3 separate regions of the Sus scrofa genome follow, and regions 1 and 2 are each linked to region 3. A link is a contact called in public Hi-C data. All regions are on one chromosome and are shown on one strand. Each heading gives the region's core, a stretch centred on a gene start, on an enhancer-like site or on the middle of the called end of the contact. The rest is flanking DNA. Distances are from core to core; before and after follow the strand shown. Region 1 holds the start of DUT (deoxyuridine 5'-triphosphate nucleotidohydrolase, mitochondrial). Region 2 has its middle 33 kb from the start of DUT. Region 3 holds the start of FBN1 (fibrillin 1).

Evidence for each region. Hi-C and Micro-C count contacts between places; a contact is called where the count stands out from the background.
Region 1: a Hi-C map of embryonic fibroblasts shows a contact between it and region 3, with 3 times the contacts expected there. The contact joins the promoter of DUT here to the promoter of FBN1 in region 3. A contact is called at or near these places in 6 of 47 Hi-C or Micro-C datasets (embryonic fibroblasts, fibroblasts, heart right ventricle and 3 more) and 1 of 2 datasets of contacts at active chromatin or transcription factors (skeletal muscle).
Region 2: a Hi-C map of skeletal muscle shows a contact between it and region 3, with 3 times the contacts expected there. The contact joins the enhancer-like site here to the promoter of FBN1 in region 3. A contact is called at or near these places in 8 of 47 Hi-C or Micro-C datasets (embryonic fibroblasts, fetal heart ventricle, fibroblasts and 4 more) and 1 of 2 datasets of contacts at active chromatin or transcription factors (skeletal muscle).

What each region holds. Positions count from the first base shown.
Region 1 is chr1:123,460,876-123,463,789 of Sscrofa11.1, reverse strand. DUT (deoxyuridine 5'-triphosphate nucleotidohydrolase, mitochondrial) reads left to right here and starts at 1,523. Exons shown (of 7, transcript XM_003353371.4): 1 at 1,523-1,661; 2 at 2,696-2,834. The coding sequence starts at 1,637. LOC102161909 (a long non-coding RNA gene) reads right to left here and starts at 2,478. Exons shown (of 11, transcript XR_002345000.1): 1 at 2,198-2,478.
Region 2 is chr1:123,427,749-123,430,668 of Sscrofa11.1, reverse strand. No RefSeq gene overlaps it. Among named protein-coding and RNA genes, the nearest start is that of DUT, 33 kb to the left of the region's middle. Within about 2 kb of position 1,473, at least 5 of the 83 cell types and tissues checked have an H3K27ac peak or open chromatin away from gene starts, as enhancers often do. A contact at or near this core is called in skeletal muscle, where this site is marked.
Region 3 is chr1:123,100,662-123,103,621 of Sscrofa11.1, reverse strand. It overlaps FBN1 (fibrillin 1), which reads right to left and starts at 1,611. Exons shown (of 65, transcript NM_001001771.1): 1 at 620-1,611. The coding sequence starts at 783.

The sequences.
Region 1 (2,914 bases), core at 274-2,773, 360 kb before region 3:
CTGGCCTCGCTCAGTGGGTTAAGGATTCTGCATTTCCGTGAGCTGTGGTGTAGGTTGCAGACATGGCTCGGATCTGGCATTGCTGCAGCTGTGGTGTAGGCCAGCAGAAACAGCTCTGATTAGGCCCCTAGCCTAGGAACCTCCTACTGCCACAGGTGTGGCCCTAAAAAAAGACAAACAAAACAAAATTAAAGGAATGTACTGAAAAATCAGAACACTATGAGAAGTGATCATATGCAGGGTTCTGATGGAATAGGCAATGAGATTCCTTATCATTCATTCATATAACAAATAGTTATCAAGTAACATTCTGAGCCAGCCATTGTGCTGGGCTCCAGGAATACATTTGATCCCTGCCCTCACAGACCTTATGTCTACTAGAGTAAATAGACAACAAACATGAAAAAAAAAAATGTGTAAAAGAAATACAGATTGTAGTAATAAGTGTTGCAAATAGAAAAACAAAAAACAAAAAACAGAAAAAAAAAAATTGCTCTGATAGAAAATGGTGATGAGGGGCAGACTGTGCAGCTACTTAAGTTTGTCAGGAAGGCCTTCCTGAGATGAGTGAGACTGGAAACACATGGAGCATAAACTGCAAAAGGATGTGTAGATTCCCAGGCAGGAAAGTCTGGTAGGTCTAGAAATTGTTAGCACCCACTGGGCCAGCAGTACCAAAGGTGAGCCAGATGATGACTGCAGAGGAGATTGAAGAAGAGGGCCCAGATCATGCTGCTACAGGAATAAATTTGGGGAGTCCTCAGGGTACAAATATTTAATGCCATGGGAGAAGATTGTAAATAGAATATAACCTATAACTTAAGAGAATTCGAACATTTAAGGAGAGACTAAAAAGGTGGGGCCCGTAAGGAAAGGCACAGCAAGGTAGTTTGAAAACTTGTGCAACAATACCCTAATTTTTTTTTTTAAATGGGGGCACCCACAACATATGCAAATTCCCAGGCTAGGGACTGAATCAAAACTGCAGCTTTAATCCACTGTGGCTGAACGACTGGCCCAGGATGGAACCCATGCCTCTGCAGGACCCTAGCCAGTTGCAATTGGATTCTTAATCCACTGTGGCTGAACGACTGGCCCAGGATGGAACCCATGCCTCTGCAGGACTCCAGTCAGTTGCAGTCGGATTCTTAACACACTGTGCTACAGCGGGAACTCCCACCCTACCATTTCATGTCATTTTCTAAAACTGCCCCATAGTTTGTATTTCTTTTAACAAAATGCATTACAACTGTGTTTTGAGATTTTAGCGTCAGTTCCAGAAATGAGTGAAGATACCCGTACTCTAGAAAAATCAATTTACAATTACCTGAAAAGTTATTTACCCAACCCCATTTTAAGTTATAGCAGTGTGGCCCAGGATCTTTGTGCGAATCACAGAATCACAGCCACGGGGTCCTCCCCTGAGCTCCTGCGGGGTCATCCGAGAGTGCTAGGGTTTCAAGTGAGAGGTCCCCTCTGAGACTGAACAACACACCATCTTGCACTTTCAGAGGAAGGAAATCAGACACACTGCCTTGCCCACCACCTAGGGCGCAGCACTGAGCACAGACCGTCTCCCGCATCGTGATGCGGTCACGATATTTTGGACGCTCCCGAGATTAAAACCTGGAGAGTCATGGCTGCGGGAGGCAACGCCCCAGGTAAATTGACAAAATGCGGGGTCTGGGGCTCAGAAATGTGGAAAAGGAGAGTCGAGAGAAGGAGAGAGAGGCAGTCGGAGGCGGCAGCGAGATTCAGGACGCCGAGTGCGCCGTTTTCTGGGAAGACCTGGGCCTACGCCTGCCCGAGGGCTGTCGAAGCGCCGCCTCCGTGCACCCCTCGTCAGACCGCACGGTTACTGCTTCCGAGGTCATCTGACTGAGACGCGGCTTTTGGGGGCAGACCCGCCGTGCGCCGGCAGGAGCGGAGCCAACTCTCCGCCCAAATCCCAGGCAAATGACTTCCCTGTGCCTTCGCCCAATGCTCGGCTACCATTTCCTTCCGTCTTGGCCTCGCTTGGTGTTTAACCGCGCGCGCACCACAAGGCCGGGGGCTGAGGCGGCCGGGCTCTCCGGGCCAGCCTCTCCCCTGGACCCCGCCCCGCCGGGAGTTCTGCAGCTCCCGCTGTCCAGCACCCGCAGTCTCAGCCGAGGTTGCCGCGGCGCCAGTAATGTCCGGGCCCAGTCTGGAAGGATACGTTTTCCAAGGCGTAGCGGGGGTTGGGAGCCTGGCCAGCGACCCCCGCGCCCGCCCGGGCCGCAGACGAGGCGGGACCAAATAGCGCTCCGGATTTCCGCGGTGGGGGAAGTGGGAGGGCGCGCAACCCCAGTGGTGCGAGAGCGAACCATTCGAGTCCCCCCTTGGAGGAGGGGAGGGGTTTTCTATTGGGGGATGGGGGTGAGGCCGCCGAAGCTGCAGCTTACGTTGAATTCATGCATTGAGTTTGGAGAGCTTTAATAGGTTCAGTATTTTTCTTTCCCAAATCTCTTTTCCAAGAAGGATTTCTAGCCCCAAATTTGAGGCCAGCCTCCCTTTTTAAGCAGAACTGTGGGCTCGTCCGGAGGGGGGAATAGGGCGGGGCGGGAAGTTGTTGGCGGGAAATTTAGAATTTGTGTGCGGGGCTCATCCTGCTCTGTCTTGTTCCCCCTGCTCCCTCTTGTGCTCACGTTCTCCCCTGCCATGCCCTGCTCTCAAGAGACACAAGTCATCTCCCCCAGCAAGCGGGCCCGGCCTGCGGAGGAAAGCCGCAAGCGACTCCGCTTTGCCCGGCTCTCAGAGCACGCCACTGCCCCAACCAAAGGGTCTGAGCGCGCCGCGGGATATGACCTGTATAGGTGAGTGGGAACCCCGACCGCCCTTCCCCCACCCTCTCCTAGACCCCTGCGGCCGAAGGAGTGAGAGGTCCGCTTTCTAT
Region 2 (2,920 bases), core at 224-2,723, 330 kb before region 3:
AAAATCTTGTTTATAAAATGGCAACACCTGCAGCATTAATTCTAAACTTGTGTTCACACAAAAATATTTTTATGATTTGATTCTTGGTAACTTTTCTAATCTTAACCCACCAATCCTGAATATGGTATTACTTACTATTTTTCAAAGATGGCTGTTCTTTCTTGTTGTCAAAGCCATGCATAAACTGTTTCTGTTTCTTGGAGTCTACTTTCCTTCCCATGAAACATCTACTTATTCTTTGCCTCCCCTATGAAGCATTCTTTGACTTCTTCAGATCAAAGTAGCTCTCTTCCTATGTGTTCACATAGCACTTAATATACCTGCATAAAATAATTTCAGGGAGTTCCTGTTGTGGTGCAATGGAAATGAATCTGACTAGTATCCATAAGGATATGTGTTCAATCCCCGGCCTTGCTCATTGGTTTGGGGATTTGATGTTGCCATGAGCTGTGGTGTAGGTCGCAGATGCGGCTTAGATCCAGTGTTGCTGTGGCTGTGGTGTAGGTCGGCAGCTGTAGCTCCGATTGGATCCCTAGCCTGGGAACTTCCATATGCTGCAGGTGTGGCCCTAAAAAATAATTTTTTTCCCCCAATCCTACAGAATTTGGACGTAGAATTTAGATGTTGCATTTCCCAGGCCCACAATGGAGGCCTGCTGCACATAACATCAGATCCCAAGGGCTAAGGTTTTGTCTTCTTTGAATTTTCTAGCTCTTGGCAAAAGGACTTTCATATCTCAGACATATGTATCTCAGCATATATGTGACTAAGGAATGAATGAGGAAAAGATAATGCAAGACCTCTTGGGTGTTGTAAAACAAGGGTACCAAAGTGCAAATCCTTTACCTGGCAGTCAGGATTTCCAGGTCCTGATTTTTACCTGACATGGGCAGTATATAATAATCTAGCATAACTCACTCCTGTCTTTCCACTCTCAAATGTGCATACTTACAGAGTAGGGATATCTCTCAGAATGTCATCACATTTTGGAGAGGGGTTAAAAAAATGCTTTGAGTCTTGAGACAGCTATTATAAAGTCAGGAGCACCTCTGTTTCAAATGCTGCAGCTGAGTTGATTTTTAATTATTCTAAATAAGGTTTTTCCTTCCAATACCTGGAAAGCAAGGGCACCCTCACTGGTGAACGTCCGACACTATAAACAATCCTCCACCAGGGCTGTGCTGTTCTCATTGGCAGTTTCCTCCTTGGGTAAATTGTACCAAGGCTTTTCACAAGATGCACTCTCTTAGCCTAATCTTGTTTGCTCAATCCTGACCTCAGATGAGGCTATGCACAAGTCCCACCCTACAGCTGTCTTTCTCAGTAATCAGGTTTTAGGCCAGAATTTGTTTTGTAAAAGATCCAGCTGTTTGGAAAATCCCAACAATTGCAAACACTTAGTGGAATAGAATCCGCAACCTTTTGCTGCTGAGACTTTCAGGTGGGAAAACCTGCTGAAGATCAGTCCCTCTCAGAGCCCTTCATCTTTGCACCAGGAAGCCTCTCTGACTGCTGCCTGACTGCAGAGCCGGGGCGGGGGGGATAAACATGTTTTTCCTTCAGTCTTCCTTTAAAGAATCAGCTCTGGAGCCAGCCAGACAAGGGGTTTTTGCTCTTTTTTTGCTTTCTAACATTGGCAGGTTAACTATTTTGAATTGTTTGCACTCTGTGAAATAGGACTGGTTGTGAGAATCAAATAAGATTGTATAAAGCCACTAGCTCATAGTAGGTATCTCCTTCTGGCATTTTTCCTTTTAAAAAGAATGTCAGAGTTCTCTCTAGTTCTTTTCTTTAACCATTTGCTCTTTTTAAACATTTCAGGTAGTTCCCTAGCAGTTAAGGATCTGGTATTGTCACTGCTGTGGCTCAGGTCACCACTCTGTTACAGATTTGTTCCCTGGCCTGGAAAATTTTGTGTGGTGTGGCAAAAAAAAAAGAAAAAAAAAGAAAACTGGAGAGTATTTGGAGTTCCTGTTGTGGCTGGGGATGTTAAGAACCCAACATAGTGTCCATGAAGATGAGTTTTGATTCCTGGTCTCACTCAGTGGGTTAAGGATCTGTCATTGTCCCATGCTGGGGTGGAGGTCACAGATGTATCTTGGATCTGGTGCTGCTGTGGCTGTGGCATAGAGTTTTGGCTGCAACTCTGATTCGACCCCTAGCCTGGGAATTTCCATATGCTTCAGGTATGGCCCTAAAAAGAAAAAAAAATTATGTCTTTTCCTATTCTATTCATGATGTTGTCTTTTTTCATTCTTCCTTTTTTTTTAATTGTGATGTACATTTTTTAGCATAAATGTCACTTTAAAATTTTAAACTGAAAATTTTGTCTAGTTTGTGATTATTTCCTTCTTCTTTTAAGCTAATATTTCCTTTCTTCTTTTGGGCACTTTGTATTTCTCTTGGTTTGGTGTCTTTAAAGGAAATCCCAGATAGAACTAGAGAGACTTTTTTCAGGCAATCATCTTTATGGTGGGAAGGAACAGCAAGGCAAGCCCACTTTTGGAAGGGAAGTTGTTGGGAGTGATGGTAGGGAGTGTGATGGTTAGGAAACCAAGCAGGGTCACAGGGATGCAAAAACAAGAAATGAAGCACCACAAGAACTCTTGGGACCCAGAATGTTGCTGGGAACCAAAACCATTCTTTTTAGTAGTAGTCTTCCCTCCCCGCTACCCTTCCCTTTTTCTGTATCTGTTCTGTTCTCTTCTCATTCAGCATGTCCCATGGTGGCCATCCCAGCCCTCTGTCTACATGAGCTTTCTACAGCTCAGTTTCCCAAACATTTCAGGAAAGGAATCTAACTGCATCAGCTCCTCTTTCTCACCAGACCATATGTCACTGGCCTTCGTATGGTTGCGCTACCCTTATTCAGAGTAACATTCTGATCCAAATGGATATTGTTGAGAGTACAGGACCACTT
Region 3 (2,960 bases), core at 362-2,861:
AGATTAAAAATATTCGTGAAGGCCGGCCCCAGGGCAGCATTACTGCCCAGGTGAAATTAAGAGCTTTTTACAACCCCAAAACAAGTTCTCAGAAACACTTGCCCTGCTCTGCTTCCAGCATAGATATCTGAAGGAAAAAATCAGTTCCCAATTTTAATAAGCATAACTTAGAAGAGAGCCAACTATTAATTATGTGTCTTCTCTGCCTTCTCTGACTGTCCTTAAATCCCTTTCTCTCCTTGCTCGCTTATAAACAGAGCATCTACAAAGATGCCCACAAGGCAAGTACTCTCCCTACACACAACCGGAATTGGTATGAAGGGAAAGGATGGGCTGCTCCTCTTCTCAGTCGCAGCTCCTCCCCCTTCTTCCTCAAAGAACCCTCTGGCCTCCCAAAATCTGCCTCGACAATGGCCCAAGATTCTTTTTAGCCGTGACCTATCTTCTGTGGCAGAAATCCCTAAAGAGTGGAAGCAAGGCGGTTTAGTTGCGAGGACGGGTAACCCTTGCATCTCTAGGATGACCCCAGGAGGTCTTGTCAAGGAGGCTTATACTTAGATCCTGATACTCAGGAGAGAGAGGGGACACCCACACCAAAGGAGCTGGCCCTTTCCATTACCCTTTAAGCGCGTCGTGTCCTCCGCCACCTCTTCTCTTGGCCCGACTGGCTCTGGTTTCCTTCCCATTCCCAGCCTCCAAATTGGCGTCTGCCCCATGGCTCGTGTAGGACGCTAAGAGCACGGTAAATCCCAGGGCGACCTCCAGCAGCCTCCCTCGCCGCATGATGCCGAGAGGCCACCGGCTCCTGCCGCCTCTAGCCGCGTCCCGGGCTCGGTCCGCGGCCGCCGCTGCGCCCTGGAGCGCGCCGCGCCGCCGGGGTCCCGCTCTCCCGCCGCCGTCCCCCGGGCCGGGCTCCTCCCGCCTTCTCCAGGCGCTGCTCCCACTTCAGGCGGCCCCTGCCAGCTGCAACAGACAAATCGCCGAGGCGGGGGAGACATTCATATTCGGGGCATCAGGATGCTGAAGCCACAGGGTCCCCATTCCCGAGCCCAACCCGCGCGCCGCCTGCGCGTGGCGCAGTTACTTTGGGTAAGTGAAGACCGTTTGGTCTACAGCTGGCTGAAAAGCCCAGGCCCCCGGCGGCAGCAGCTCCAGCCAACCCCTCGGCCTCCCGGGCGCCGCCTGAAGAGAAAGCCGCAAAGTCCCCATGTTCCGAGCTGCTCTAAACCCCGAGGCGAGCTCGCTGGGTTTATTTTTCACTGGCACGAATTGCGCACGATGCGCGCTCTGACGCCCCAGCTCCCCAGCCTGTCCTCTCCGCCAAGCCGCCGGGCTGGAAGCCCGCCGCGCCATCCGCGGCCGGCTCCGGGGGCTGCCACCGCCCCCCGAGCATCTGACGCCAAGCCCGGCACCGGGAGCCCCGGGCCAGGAAGCTGTCAGGCAGGGGAGGGCCAGCGCCAGCTCTGGAAGTTCCGAGACAGCCCCTCACCCCAGTCCCTGTCCCTGCCCTTAGCGCGGCGCAAACGCAAAAGCCTCCGTGGCTAGAGATCCAGCCCCGGTGGCCGCCCGACCCCTATCGGGACCCCGGCTGCACCCACTGGAGAAGCGGCGGCTCCGGCTCCTGAGGCGGCGGCGGCTGTTCCTCGGTCCTGGCCGCGGCAGCCGCTGCCCTGCTCCGCCCGCAGCTGTCCCAGCTGTAGCCGCCTTTCCGCCTGTGGCACCCACAGTCTCTGCCGCGGCTCCCGCGGCCCCCTCCTTTCCCCACCTCTTCAAGTATCGTCTGCGCAGCGGTTTCTCGCGAGAGAAATACTTTTAAAAAAAAAAAGAAAAAGAAAATGACACCCCCTCCTACATCCCCCTCATCACCACCCCACCCCTCGGCCCCATCCATCCTCCCTTTCCACTCCCCTTTGCCAGCCACCGCCTCGGCGCGGGGGCCTCCCTCGCTCGAAGGATTAGCGCAATGGGAGGAGGCAGAGGTGATCGGGTCCTGCCTGGCCTGGGATTTTGCGTTTTGGGGTGAGGAGTTGAGGCAATGGGAAGAAGTGGAGTAGCGGTTTCGCCCGCTCTAGGGCTGGGAGATCTAGATCCGAGATTAGTCTCTCCCGTGATCTGGGAAGCCCTGCCAGCGCGGAAAGCTGTGCCACCTGCACCAAGAACGCGCGCTAGAAACTGTGGCTCCGGAGGCCCCAGCGGACCCTGCTGGAGAAGCGACGCGTCCAGGTTGCCCGTGTCTCCGCGCCGCGGCCTCACTGTGCCTCCCAGACACAGAGCGGAGGCCCAAGGCCTGGAGGCCGGGACAGGGCAGGTCGTGGGCCAGGGTGACCGCAGGGGCTGGGGTCTAGCGGCGGGGGTGGGGGCTCTGCCTTGGACACTGGCAACGAGACCCACTGGAGGCGAGGCTCATCTGAATTTCGGTTCAAGCACCCAGGCTGAACGCAAGATGATCGAAGAGTCTGAGTGGGATTCCAACCCAGAGGCCTGTGAATGTTAGCCTGGTATTTGGAGGGGGTGAAAGGATGGTCCTTTTGTCCAGCTCACATCTAAGACTTGGCTTCTCCTAGACGACCCTGTTTTACCTCCCCAAACATTACATTCATATTCTCATTTTCTCTCTCTCTCTCCCCCACTCTCCTCCCTCCCCCCCCCCCCACACACACTCACGCGCGCACACACACCTGGCTACCTCTCCAGGACAAGCTGGGCACAGTGACTTTAAGAATAGAATAATCATGGTATCCTTATATGGATAAGGCCCCGTGTTGCCTCCATTCTACAATGGTTTAGAAAGGCAGGAAATTGCACTCTGGGCCCTGGATGCTGGAACTGGAGACCCCCAGAAAATCCCCATGTAGTAGCCACCAGCTGTCAAGTCAGAAATAAGAGCTCAGCACAAATAGGAATCCTGCTGAAAGGGGTTTTCCTTATTTACAATGGTTTATGCCCAGATAATAAGGTAT